2 separate regions of the Mus musculus genome follow, and region 1 is linked to region 2. A link is a contact called in public HiChIP or PLAC-seq data. All regions are on one chromosome and are shown on one strand. The core of a region is the stretch at or near the end of the contact, and the rest is flanking DNA. Distances in the headings are between cores, read along the strand shown. Region 1 holds the start of Lrguk (leucine-rich repeats and guanylate kinase domain containing). Region 2 overlaps Gm13853 (predicted gene 13853).

Region 1 (6,378 bases), core at 1,973-4,472, 47 kb after region 2:
GTATACTGTAGCTGTCTTCTGACACACCAGAAGACTGCATCAGATCCCATTAAATGGTTGTGAATCACCATGTGGTTGCTGGGAATTAAACTTGGGACCTCTGGAAGAACAGTCAGTGCTCTTACCCGCTGAGACATCTCTCCAGCTCCAACCAGTTTATTTTTATGATGAGTATTTTGGTGAAGTTTTATCTTGTTCTCTCTCTCTCTCTCTCTCTCTCTCTCTCTCTCTCTCTCTCTCCTCTCCTCTCCTCTCCTCTCTTTCTCTCCCCTGCTTGCTTGCTTTCTTTCTTTCTTTCTTTCTTTCTTTCTTTCTTTCTTTCTTTCCTTCCTTCTTTCTCTTTCTTTCTTTCTTTCTTTCTTTCTTTCTTTCTTTCTTTCTTTCTTTCTCTCCCTTTCCTTCCTTATTCTCTTTCTTTCTCTCTCTCCCCCTCCCTCCCTCTTTTTCTTCATTCTTTTTCTCTCTATCTCTTTCTTTCTTTCTGAAAAAGTTGTAGCTTTGGCAGTGCTGCTCAGTCTACATTAGGTGTCTTGCACTGTTCCCGACCCCCATCCTGCCTTAGGCCAATTGTTGACCTCCCTGGAGCTTCAGTGGACCGACCCATCAAGTGAAAGTAAAGGTAGGTATGGAGATAAAAAGGCCAAATACACATCAGTATCATAAGCCAATCGTTAGGTCTTAATATGTTGTAGTAAATTAGCCTGTTTTGTCTCTGAAAGGAATATTAAATATCAGCCTTCTCTACCAGCTCCTTTACAACTATAAAACCTGTGTTTAGGACAAGGAATTCAGATCTTTTATCTCTCCAACCCAGTAAGACTTTTACATAAACGTTTTAATAGCACCAACCCAGTAAGCCCCTGCTACATTCTCAGATTAAAGTCATTGACTTCCTTTCACCTTCATTTCTCTAGCTTTGATTTTAAAAAACTATCCAATCTTGAGAGCCTGAAGTCAGACTCCAGCCAGTGGAAAAAAGACAGTTGCCACCATCAAGTGGACTTCCTGTCTCTGTGCCTTCATTCTCTCTAAATCATCCTCCTGAAAAAGAGTAACATTTTGCTTTGTTGAGACGCTTCAGATGGAGTGGTGGGCTCTGTCTTTGGGACCTCAAAGTTACTTCGAACAGTCTCTAACTTAGCAAGTCTATGTCACAATTCCTTATCTTGTGGATTCTGAATATGGTTGCCATCTTTAACTCTGATTGACTTGAATAATTACTGATGTCATTTATTGTTTCTGCCACACTCCTTCCCATTTAGCTCCTGAGTAAACAACACAAAGACATCAGAATTCATTAACAAGCTACAAACCTAAACTGGGCAGGTTCTGACACTATGACAACCCAATGAGGCTATTAATAACCAGATGAATATACCCACTGCTTGCCAACTGAGTCTTGTTTTGTTTCATGTGTGGCCTCAGGGTGAGCTTCTCTTGGCCACATGATCATGGGCCATCCTGCCTCATGGAGTCCTCCTTCTTCCTTTACCTTTTTCCTTCTCCTTGTAGTCCCTACCTAAGACCCCCTACTCCATTTCAAGTTCTGCCTTCCTCTCTCTCCTTCCCAGTCTTGGGCTCTAGCCTTTTATTGTCCAAGCAGAGATTGGGGAGAATTCTTTATAGCACATTGGTCAATACAATGCCCACGTCTAGACTGAAATGTGACCTTGGGACACAGAACAAGCATCTGAATGCACAGTTCACGAGACCAACTCCAACAAATAAACTCTCCCCAGCCTGTTTCATTCTAGTCCTTGTAGGGCAAACATGTTTTTCATGTTTTGAAATTATTCTTTGACAGATCCTAACTCTACCATCAAACATTTTTCTCAGTAGATTGCCGTTAGCAAAGTTCCCTCTGCTACAAATGCTGATTAAGTTATTGAAGACACACATAGGGTTTGCGTTTTTATAATTTCTGCAAGAGCAGAGCGAACACTCTAGTCTTCTTAGTTAGGTGGATCCAGACCCTAAGGCAATGAGGTTGGAGAGAAATCCCTTGTCAAAATCGGTACCCACTAGGAAAAGAAATAACAGGCAAGGCAAACCTAGCAGAGAGATACTTTCATTGCGCCCTTTCCAGTTACGAGCCGCAAGATAATGAAGGAAGGTAATTCTGAAAGCTTTATGTCAGTTTTAATGGTCCCTCAAGCACTAAGAAAGATAATAGTCAATGGATGGTGTCCATAAGAATTTTTTCTCCTTTTCCCCTGACAGCCATTGATAGGATCATTTTGTATTTGTAATGGCTGTCACTGAAGCATGGAGAAATGGCCCAGTAAGGCCAGAGGATGAAGACAACTTCCCTGTCAGGATCTCTGTTGTCATTGCTATGGCAATAATAGTTGCTACAGTTCTCGTTCTGTTTTTCTATAGCATGTCTATTTTGTGGAGCTTAAGGCTATAGGATTTGGGTTTCATAAAATCACACTAGCAGAATGCCATGCCTTTTCTAATCCTTCAAGAAGAACATTTGATAAAACTATTCAGCAGGATGAAAATAATTACAGATGCAGGTCACTTGACTAATTATTGATGGAATACTAACCTCTTCACAGGGGTTCAGATACACTACAATTAGTTTGATTTATTTTCCTTTTCTCTCCTCCCTTTCCCTTCCTTCCCTTCCCCAATCTGCCCCTCTGGTCCCACTGCTAGCTTTTTTCTTCCCAAGGACCAGACTCAGAGTTGGACAGGTATGTAAATTAACTACAAATGAGCTCTTAAAATCCTTTGGTAGTTTCTCTTCATTATCTACAATGAAAGGAAAAGGAGAGGAGTCAGGTCTTTTCAATCTTCTATGTCACGGCCTCATCTCCTCCCACGGCGCTGTGCATAGTGTTAAATTTCATCTTTACTAGCTTTCCGACCGACAGAATTAGGGATGTCAAATGCTTCCAAAGTTCGATGGTGTGAATGAAGCCAGACTGGAGATGCTTGTGTGAATGTTATCAAATGTGAGGTGAACAAGCTCAAAGAAGGACAGGCAGCAAGAAGACAAAGAAAGTGGGTGGAGAAAAGGGATTAAAAGTACATGCAAAAAGGAACAACACTAGCCACTGAACGTAAAGAGGAAAATAAAAGAAGCAGCAGAACGCTGCAAAAGTGAACGCCAATGGAGACCTTGACAGAATGTGCAAGTACGGAAGCTTGGACTACAGCCCCCCAGAGTTCCTTGCAGCGCCGCGGGCCATGACGTCAGTCTCCTAGGCAACGCGTATAAACAAGATGGCGGCCTTCGAGCGAAATCCCTCGAGATGGAAAGGCACCCGTTTCAGGCGGGGTTTGGGCGCCTCTCGCATTGCAGCCCAGGCGATACTGTCGCTCACAGAAAAACAAAGTCAGGGCCGTTGGCCTTCTTTCCCCCTGGGTCTGAAGTCAAAAGGGACTTTCAGAAGCGCCTCCTCTTACCTCCTCCACCAGCTCATCCACCGCTCTCATGAGGCAGAAGCGGAGCAAGAAGAGAAGCAACAGGAGGACGGAGAATCTGAAGAGTCAGAGGAGTCCGAAATGCAGAATTTGGAGGTGTGCCTCCCCCCCTCCCCAACCCGCACCCCAGTCTCAGGCATCCTCCAGCCGCTCAACCTGGCTGCCTCAGCGGCAGCTTGCTTCTGCCTTCTCTAGCCCTGGGCTCAGCCCACTCCACTCTAGCCAGAGGGCAAGGGCTTTTCTTTGCTGCTTATTTTTATTCCCCCATTTCTCGTGTGCTTCACCTCCTGTCTTGGAGAAAGGGGGTGAAACCCTCCAAATATTTACTTTCTTTTCCTAGTTTCTTATCTGTCAGATTACACACTGTTATAACGGGGGGAAAAAAATCAGTGTACCAGTATGGGTTTAATGCTTTCAAAATTACGCATTGACAAAATTATGCGGGCCATTCATCTTCTTCCTTCCTCCAGGGTGGTTTAAAAAAAAATCCCAATGCTCTGCTGAAGACGAAATAATGTATACGTTTTATATGTTACTTCTGCTCGGGGTATTTGTGTGCCTATTTAAGCACTCCCACTCTTTCTGGTTAGAAGGGAGCCACAGCATGATCAGAGAGAGCCAGCTCACCCCTAGTTGGCAGAGTTTGGCTTATGGGGAGCGTTCCCAACGCTCTTAACTATTTTCCTAATCTCCTGATTCCACTTCCCTTCCCCACTTGACTGTATTCCCACACACCGACTGTCCTTCCTCATCCCTTCGCTTCCTTCCACCTTGCATTCCCTTACTCCTAGTATTGGCTTCTATTTATTGTGCTTTTTCAAAATCGTAGGTTGATCTGTTTCCCTCTCATACCCAGTTAGGCTTTTCTCTCTGTCATAGCTACTCAGAACCAACATCTTTCTTGATTTCACTTCTTGCCTTTTTTCGCTGCTCCCCCTTCTTTTCCCTCAGCTTCTTCACAAGCCACCTTTCTCCCCCTGTCAAACATGGCTCCTGGTTTGCCTTCTTTCTTGTCCTTCCTGCCTCTGACCTCCCGTTACTCCACTTCTGCCCTCCTTTCCCTGGGCTCTTGTCTCTAATGCCCTTTCCTGCACTTGGAATATTTGGCCTATTTCCCCCCTCATCCCTCTTTTTGTTTTTCCTAGTCTACATCTTTCTTCCTGGGCTGGTTGCATTCTAACGTTGCTTGAAGTTGGCTATAGCAGTGTGCTGGCAATGGCGTTCTTGCCATTCTCACCCGGCACTGAGAGGCAGAGATAGGGTGATTGTCGTGAGTTAGAGGTTAGCCTGGTCTACACACCCAGTTTCTGATTAGCTAGAAACACTGATAGAACCACACAGTGAGACCGTGCCTTAACAATAACGATGATGATGATGATGATGGTGATGCTGGTGATGATGATGAAGATAATGATAACAAACAACCAAAAAGGCCATCATTTATTTTATTCTCCCTTTGTTGGTTAATTTTCCACCTTCAGCTGAGACTACGACAAACCGTAGCTGTGTTTGTGCTCCTTCGAAATGTTTGTGTGGTTTCCACCATCTTCCACCCCAGAGGAATTCACAAATGAACCACCAGCATTACTTATGATTCTAATTAGCACAGGCTCCTTGGATATGAGTTCATTAGCGCCATCATTAATCTGTCTTCAGGATGCCATTAACAAGCCGTTAGAAGGGGTCCATCCAACTGGCTACCCCTTTCTGGTTTGGAGACTATGTTGAGAAAAAGTTTATTATTTCCTCCAGTTATATTCTAAATACTGATACTGACTTTTCACGGTATTGCATTTTAAAATGTGGAATGAGCTGAAAAGTTGTGAAGTATACGTTCTTGTTGAGTGGTTGATTTCCCGTTTCTCACCCTGATTCCAAGTAATCACGTGGTGGCCATATTCATCAGTGCAGCCTGCTTCAGACTGCAGAAGCCCTGATGACTTTAAGGGAAGCGGCTGAGACTGGCTGTTTGGAGCACAGCCTTTGTGATGAAAGGCTTGTGGCTGGGATGTGGGCTAGCCTTTGGTTAGTACCAAGATTCTGAATAAGTGATTTAGCTTATAATGTGCTTGAGAGTCCCCTCTGTCTCGTGGATAACTAAATGCTATCCTATATGTAAAATGCTTAGCATCGGGCCGGTGAGATAGCTTCTCATGTAAAGACATTCGCTGCCAAGCTTGATGACCTGAGTTCAACCCCCTTGACCCACATAGTGGAAGAAGAGACTTGACTCTCCAACGTGGTCCTATGACGTCCACATGTGTGCTGTGGCATGTGTGCATGTACACAATACACATACAAATAGAAAGTGTAGTAAAAATCCCAAACACTTAGCATAGTAGAGTCCTGATACTAAAAACAGTAATTCAGACATTTCTAATTGCTACCTGTAGCTTGTTAAAGTGGTTTTAGCCCTATGGAACGAACATTTACCAAGCAATTGCTTAATAGGAAACAGGAAACACTCTTTGACCGCGTCTCGACCCAACATTTGGTGCGTGAAAACTTCCCATTGCCAGTACCAGTCACTCAATGTGAGCCACAGTGCCTATTCACTGGGATAGTTACAGACTCCAAATTTAGTAAGAGACTACCGTAAAGTTTTCATCTGCTGGATAGAGTAGGCACTCAGAAGTTACAGATGGAATAAGTAAGTGATGGCAGTTAAAATAGAAGACGACGCTGTGACTGAGATGTGACGGAAGACATGCAGGGTCCATGCTCTCAGAGTGACACATGGGTATGTCACAGCAAGCAGCACCTGGAGTTTCATACACAGAGACAGGATCAGCTGCACTTGGGAGTTAAAACGTAAGAGCGGAACAAGCAGCTGAAGCTGGGGTAGGGCTAGGCTCTGGGCTGTGCACAGACACTCACTTGATACTGTAAGCAGTTCTCTGATGACCAGGTAAATTTAGGTGATAGGGTGGTATGTATTCTAGCAGT
Region 2 (6,202 bases), core at 397-2,896:
CTTTGGGTCTAAGTCCAAGACAGTGTCACACCGAGGAATAAAAAAAGAGTCTTCCTTGTAACGTAGATTAGACAAAGATGGAACCCATGTTGGGATTCTCCACTTCTCTCCCTGTTTCTTCTCTCCCCTCTGTGGCTGTGTGTTTGCGGTCTGTCCCTAACAGAGGGCTTTGCTGTGTGTTTACTGAACAGCACAGAAAACACAGTGGTGGAAACGAATAAGAAATTCTTTCCTAAAAAGATATTAAACAGAGTTTTATAAGGGGGAGAGTGACATTATTAACCCAGATAGCAGTCAAAAGCACCATCCAGATGTTAACCAACCTATATCCACATGTTGCTCGCAATATTTATGGTGTTTGTTCTGCTTAAGTTTATTTTCAATCTGTCAGCTATTTTCAGCAAACAATTACCACAGCACTGGAGCGTGCCCGTACACACACAGAGAGAGATATAGGGGGGAGATGAGTGGGACTGGGGTGTATGATGTGAAATTCATTTAAAAAATAGATAAAAAGGTCTTTTTTTTTTTTTTTTAATAATGTGCGTCTCACAATTTGGGCAGCAGAAAAGGTCAAAACCAAGTCGCTGACATCTGGCAAAGGTCACCTTGTCCCATTGCCGCCTGGTGGGAAGCAGAAAGGCAAATAGTTGAGAACAGATAAAGGCACAAACCAAGCATCGTGGCTCATGTTTGTAATCCTGGCCCTCAGGAGGCTGAGATAGAAGGCGAATCATAAATTCAAGTCTAGCCTGAGCTACAGAACATCTTCCAGAGCAGCCTACACTAAAGAAAAAAAACATGCTTTTTTTTTTTTTTTTTTTTTAAATGAGAAAGGGGAGAGATGGGAATTTTCTTGTAAGAACAGGCTTAAATGTGAATACCTGAGAACTACGGGATCAATGCTGCTCTGCCCAGGCAAGGGTAGTGGGCTCTGACTTATGCCATGGAGTAATAATAATAATAACAACAACAACAACAGCCAGGAGCTCATTGCCTAAGAGCAGGAGATTAGACAGAGAATTTACCCTCACAGCCCCGTTCAACAGATTGGGCGGTGCCCTCCGGAAGGCAGATCTTCTCTGTGCTGTGATTTGGTCACTGCTCATCTCCAGATGGACCCAGAGACCATGTTTATCAGCTATCCGGGCCCTTCAGTTAACCATCACGAACACTGATGCTGGATCGCCGCGGTTAACACGCCTTTTCTTTCTCTGCTTCTTTGTTTTATTTTTAGCTCCCTTAGTGTTTGTACGTCCATATACACAGGTCTGAGGTCAGTATTTGAATTATTCATGAGAAATATCCTAGAAAAAAATCCAATATATAATTTTTAAAACTTGCTATCTATAATAAGTAATTACAGCTGAAGCCTGAAGGCCCCAACAGGAGACCATACATCTCTGCCCCTACGCTCTAATCTGGAGGAACCAGCCCCCTTTTTTGTATTACAGGTCTCCATTACTCACCATGCAATACCAATTCCTCAGAATTGAGATTTTTATCCTCTGAAACCCAGATCTCATTCATCAACCATGAAAGTACTGGGAGAAAACGCCATCTTCCTGTTTTCGACCCTCCTCCCCAACAGCTGCGTGCGACTTCCTTCTCTGCTGTTCCGGTGGGAGTAAATGTTACTGCAGTTTAAACACATCTTAGCTCACCACTCATAAGTGAGAAGGTGTGAGCCAAAGGGCTGCTAGCTCGACCAGCTATAAGAAGAAAGCTCCGGGTGGTCAGCCTTTTGGAACTGAAAGGGCTGTGGCTGGCTCCTTTGTGATTCTACAATAGACACGTGTCTGTGCAGGCGTGATAGACAATGTTAGGGATTGCACTTGTAGAACTGTCAAGACGGTCAGGTATTTTCCACTTCCATAGTTTCTGGATACAGCAGACACTCAAGATGGCCGCTCACTGTCCCGGACCCCACTCAGAGTTCAGAGGGGATGTGCGCGTCTGATTTGTTCCATAGCCAAGCCTCCAGGAAGGACTGTCCTATAGAATTGCAGCATCCTCAGGCGGCTCAGCATCAGCACCAATCTTCTGCCTGGAGAGTAAGTGGAAAAAAATCCCTCTCCTCTCCTCTCCTCTCCCTCCCCTCCCCTCCCCTCTCTGCAACTTTGCCAGCAGCTAGTAAGCTACAAAGCAAGCAATCCACAGACAACATGTTAGCCAGCAAGTACACGGGTCACCTTTCAACAAGCTCTGCAAGCTTGGGAAGTCTCCAGGCTGTCCCCACTCTGTGACCATCACACTACTGGAACGTTTACTCCAAAGCAAATGAAAAGGTATTCTGTCAGCAGGCTCAGACCCACCTTCTTGTCAGATCAGGCTCTAGACTGATTGTCCTGCAGGGTAACACCATCACTTTCAAGCAGTGAATTCATTTATTTTAACTTCATTCCTAAACAAAGAAAAGGAACAGCCTGGAAAACCTTGTACCTTAAAACACACTTCATACTCACCTATAATCTTACATTCCTTGATACTGTTCTAATGTTGATCCTGGAGAAGCCATCCATGTCTACTCCAGTAGAGAGTGCTGGAAGTCCCTCTGGAGTCTGGCCTTCTCTCAGGGAGCTGCCATTTTGGGCTGATGGGCCTCTCATTAGTATCCTACCCCATAGTTCCTCTAGTTCCCCAAATGGGACATCTCCTAATTGTTACCTTCCTAAGTATGGGCCTGCACGCATTTGCACTGATCCCTCCACGTGCCCTTGGAAACCACTGCTCAGATTTGCAAAGTAGGATCTAGGCTGCAGTCCCAGCCTGCCTCACAACACAAAGACAAAGGCAGGTTTCTCCAGAAACAAGGCTGCACTTGGTCTCAGTGGCCTGATGCTCTTCCAACCCACTGTGCTCCCACATGCACACATCCCTACCCTGTCAAATCTGGAAGTCTGACCAAAAGATCTTGTGAACCAGTTCAGCTAACTTCAGTGCCAGCCCCTCTCCCACACACAGGTTCCCTTTCCAAAGGTGCTGAGCTTTGCATTCATCATGACACGACTGGGGTCCATCTAGCTTGTGCTATTAATAGACACGCCATGCCACCAGCCCTCGGTTTATTAATAATGCATGGCCATCCCCACTTCGTTAGGATACAAACGTCGCTCATCTGCCTGATTAGCTCTTGGCTTCCTGATTAGAATGCTTTAACCTGTCACAGGCCTGCCCTTTCTGAATGAACGACTCTTTTAAAGGGTACCAGGTTCTCTAAAGTACAGCTTAAAATAAAAACAAAACAAAACACTGGCACTTTGTTTTCTTTGGGGAATGAGAAAAACCAGACTCTGAACTTCGGGGTTTGTCATTGTTGAGTTCTTAGCTGGGGTACTTGGATACTTGGAAGATATAAAGTTGGAGACAGACACAAGGGCCTGTAGGTGTCATTATTAATGAATTTGAATCATGTCCTCTGGGGAATGTGGGGCAGCCACTAAGTGACCGTAAGCAAGAGCAGAGTATATGATTCTGACTTAGAAATATGGCCTGGGTAGGAGACTGCATAATGAAATGCAAGTGGGTACCAAGAAGACGAGAGGGATGAGGGTTAAGACAGATGGGGTGTAGAAGAGAGGAGAAGTGGACACGTTTACGAAACATTCCAAAGCATGATGAGTCCTTCACCGTCTTTGTTCTCTGCTTGGGTTTCACCTCTAAAGGAGTCCTTATTTGGATACCTATTTAAACCGTATTTAAATCTTACTCCTCCTTACTTTTTCTTCACAACTTCATTGCCATCTGTTGGAACACAGTCAGAAGAATGACTCCTGGTGAACAGTGCCTTGGAGAACTCTGGAGAGGCTCTGGGGGGGAGAGGCAGAGGGCCTTTACCTCAGGCGCATTTTATTCTCTGGATTGTCCTTGGACATGATTTTATAAAACCTTCAACAAACATTTACATTCGGTTTGTAAGACATGTTTATTCTTGGTGGATGTCAGAACAGAGCTATGGAACCCAATCTGGCTAGTGTGCCCTGAATCTTGATATGGCCTTCTTCCTTGCTTTCATGCTTTCCCATATGTAATCAATAGCACATGCCAGGCAATTGTGTTCAAATTGGTCTGTCCTAAGAACATTCTTGGAAGGGGCTGGTGAGATGGCTCAGCGGGTAAGAGCACTGACTGCTCTTCCAAAGGTCCTGAGTTCAAGTCCCAGCAACCACATGGTGGCTCACAACCATCCATAATGAGATCTGATGCTCTTCTCTGGTGTGTCTGAAGTCAACTACAATATAATAATATTATACATTATATTAATAATATACAATAATAAAAATAAATCTTTGGGCCAGAGCGAGCAGGGACTGAGTATGTGGGGGTTGACCAGAGTTAGCAGAGGTCCTAAAAATGCAACCATCTATATAGATACAGTGTACTCACATACATAAAATAAATACATCTTTAAAAAGGAAAAGGGAAGAAAGTTTTGGGAAGGGGCTGCCCTGTTAATATCTAGTATGTGCTTACTGCTGTTTATTTACCTGCTTTTCTGATCGTGTTTTTTTTGAACTCAAACATCCTTACTTGGATGATTGCTTTCTTGTTACATTTGTGTATAAAGTACACTGAAACTGAAGTAAGGCTGTCTACAGCATCAGACTGTAGTCTGCCCATTCGTTCCGGTCCTCAGATCCCAGGTTTAGCAGACAAGATCTGCACAGGTTGGCCAAAAAGTCAACACCCTCCGACACTCTCCATAACTTACCTGTGGGGGTAGGGCCTTTTCTTTTCTTCTCTGATTGCTCAGATCTTAGTTCAATCACTGGCACAAGGTAGATGACCAAGAACTATGTTGAGCATTATTCATGGGTGGGCAGGGAATCAAATAGACAGGACGTAATCACTTGTTGGTTAAGAGAAGGTGTGTAGGAGAGTATCTCGAAGGAGCAAAGGAGCTTCCCCAGGTGTGTTAGCCTGCTTCTCCATTTCTGCGAGAGAATACAATGACTAACAGAGACTCAGGGGAAGAGTTGATGGTTCGAGAGGAACAGTCTATCATGGCAGAGAGAGCACGGCAGCATGTGCCTAGAGCAGGAAGCTGAGCAATCTCCTACCACACACAGAAAGCAAAGAGAGCCAGCTACAAGTGAGGAGAGGTTATACATTCTCAGAGCCTACCTGCCCCCCGCCCCCAGTGATGTATTTCCTCCAACAAGGCTCCATGCCCTAGAAGTTCTATAACCTCCCCAAACAGCACCATCAAGTGTTCAAATACACTAGCCTGTGCTGACAGGAGCCTGATATAGCTGTCTCCAGAGAGGCTCTGCCAGAGCCTGACATATACAGAGGTGGATGCTCTCATCCAACCATTGGACTGAGCACAGGGTCCCCAATGGAGGAGTTAGAGAAAGGACTGAAAGAGCTGAAGGGGTTTGCAACTCCATAGGAAGAACAACTATATGAACCAACCAGACCTCCCGGGTCTAAATCTCCAACCAAGGAGTACACATGGAGGGACCCATATGCATATGTAGCAGAGAATGGCCTTGTCTGGCATCAATGGGAGAAGAGGCCCTTGGTTCCATGAAGGCTCGGTGCCCCAGTGTAGGGGAATGCGAGGGTGGGAAGAGGGAGTGGGTGGGTGTGGGTACACTCTCATAGAAGCAGGAGGAAGGGGGATGGGATGGGAGGTTCTGAGGGGGAAATCAGGAAAGGGGATAACACTTGAAATGTAAATAAATAAAATATCTAATAATAATAATAATAATAATAATAATAACAACAAAGACATTTCTTATTCACACCACCACACCTTGTTTCTAGGTAGAGTAACTATGTAATTTGCCATTTGTGAGACAGGAAGCCATGCAGAAGGAGAGAGGCAGTGTCGGGGGAGAGAGGCAGTGTAGGAGAGGAGAGGGTGGGTGGAGAACAAATCCAAGGCACTTGCCACGCAGCTAACAGAAGATGCAGAGAACCTAGAGAAGGCTCTGGGCTGAGAAACAGAGTTAGCGGGGCTTCATGGGCTTTGTTCTTTCAAACAATACTTATTGTGTTGCTAATTCTGTCCAGACACTGTCCCAGGCACAATGGACATAAAGATAGGTAATCTGACATCATGCGGAGATGATATCATCTGTAAGATCAGAGTTACTGCTGCGCTGATGATGGCCTGTGCTACAGAAGCAGCAGGAAAGAAGCAGGACTGTGGGAGGAGTTTGGAGCAGCTAGCACCTTTCTGGCATCTGATTTGGTA

Evidence for each region. HiChIP or PLAC-seq counts read pairs in DNA pulled down with a chosen protein or histone mark.
Region 1: a contact with region 2 is called in an H3K27ac HiChIP or PLAC-seq map of microglia, with 9 times the contacts expected there. The contact joins the promoter of Lrguk here to the enhancer-like site in region 2. A contact is called at or near these places in 1 of 39 promoter capture datasets (macrophages), 4 of 484 Hi-C or Micro-C datasets (the N1E-115 cell line, double positive thymocytes and embryonic fibroblasts), 3 of 115 datasets of contacts at active chromatin or transcription factors (embryonic midbrain, embryonic stem cells and microglia) and 1 of 9 other capture datasets (adipose tissue).

The regions. Positions count from the first base shown.
Region 1 is chr6:34,026,226-34,032,603 of GRCm38.p6, forward strand. It overlaps Lrguk (leucine-rich repeats and guanylate kinase domain containing), which reads left to right and starts at 3,223. Exons shown (of 20, transcript NM_028886.1): 1 at 3,223-3,528. The coding sequence starts at 3,232. Gm38786 (a long non-coding RNA gene) reads right to left here and starts at 3,499. Exons shown (of 4, transcript XR_868961.1): 1 at 3,415-3,499.
Region 2 is chr6:33,981,270-33,987,471 of GRCm38.p6, forward strand. It overlaps Gm13853 (predicted gene 13853), which reads right to left. Exons shown (of 6, transcript NR_168017.1): 3 at 2,316-2,404; 4 at 1,470-2,047; 5 at 1,029-1,307; 6 at 514-624. Among named protein-coding and RNA genes, the nearest start is that of Gm13853, 8.0 kb to the right of the region's middle. Within about 2 kb of position 1,647, at least 7 of the 459 cell types and tissues checked have an H3K27ac peak or open chromatin away from gene starts, as enhancers often do. A contact at or near this core is called in double positive thymocytes and microglia, where this site is marked.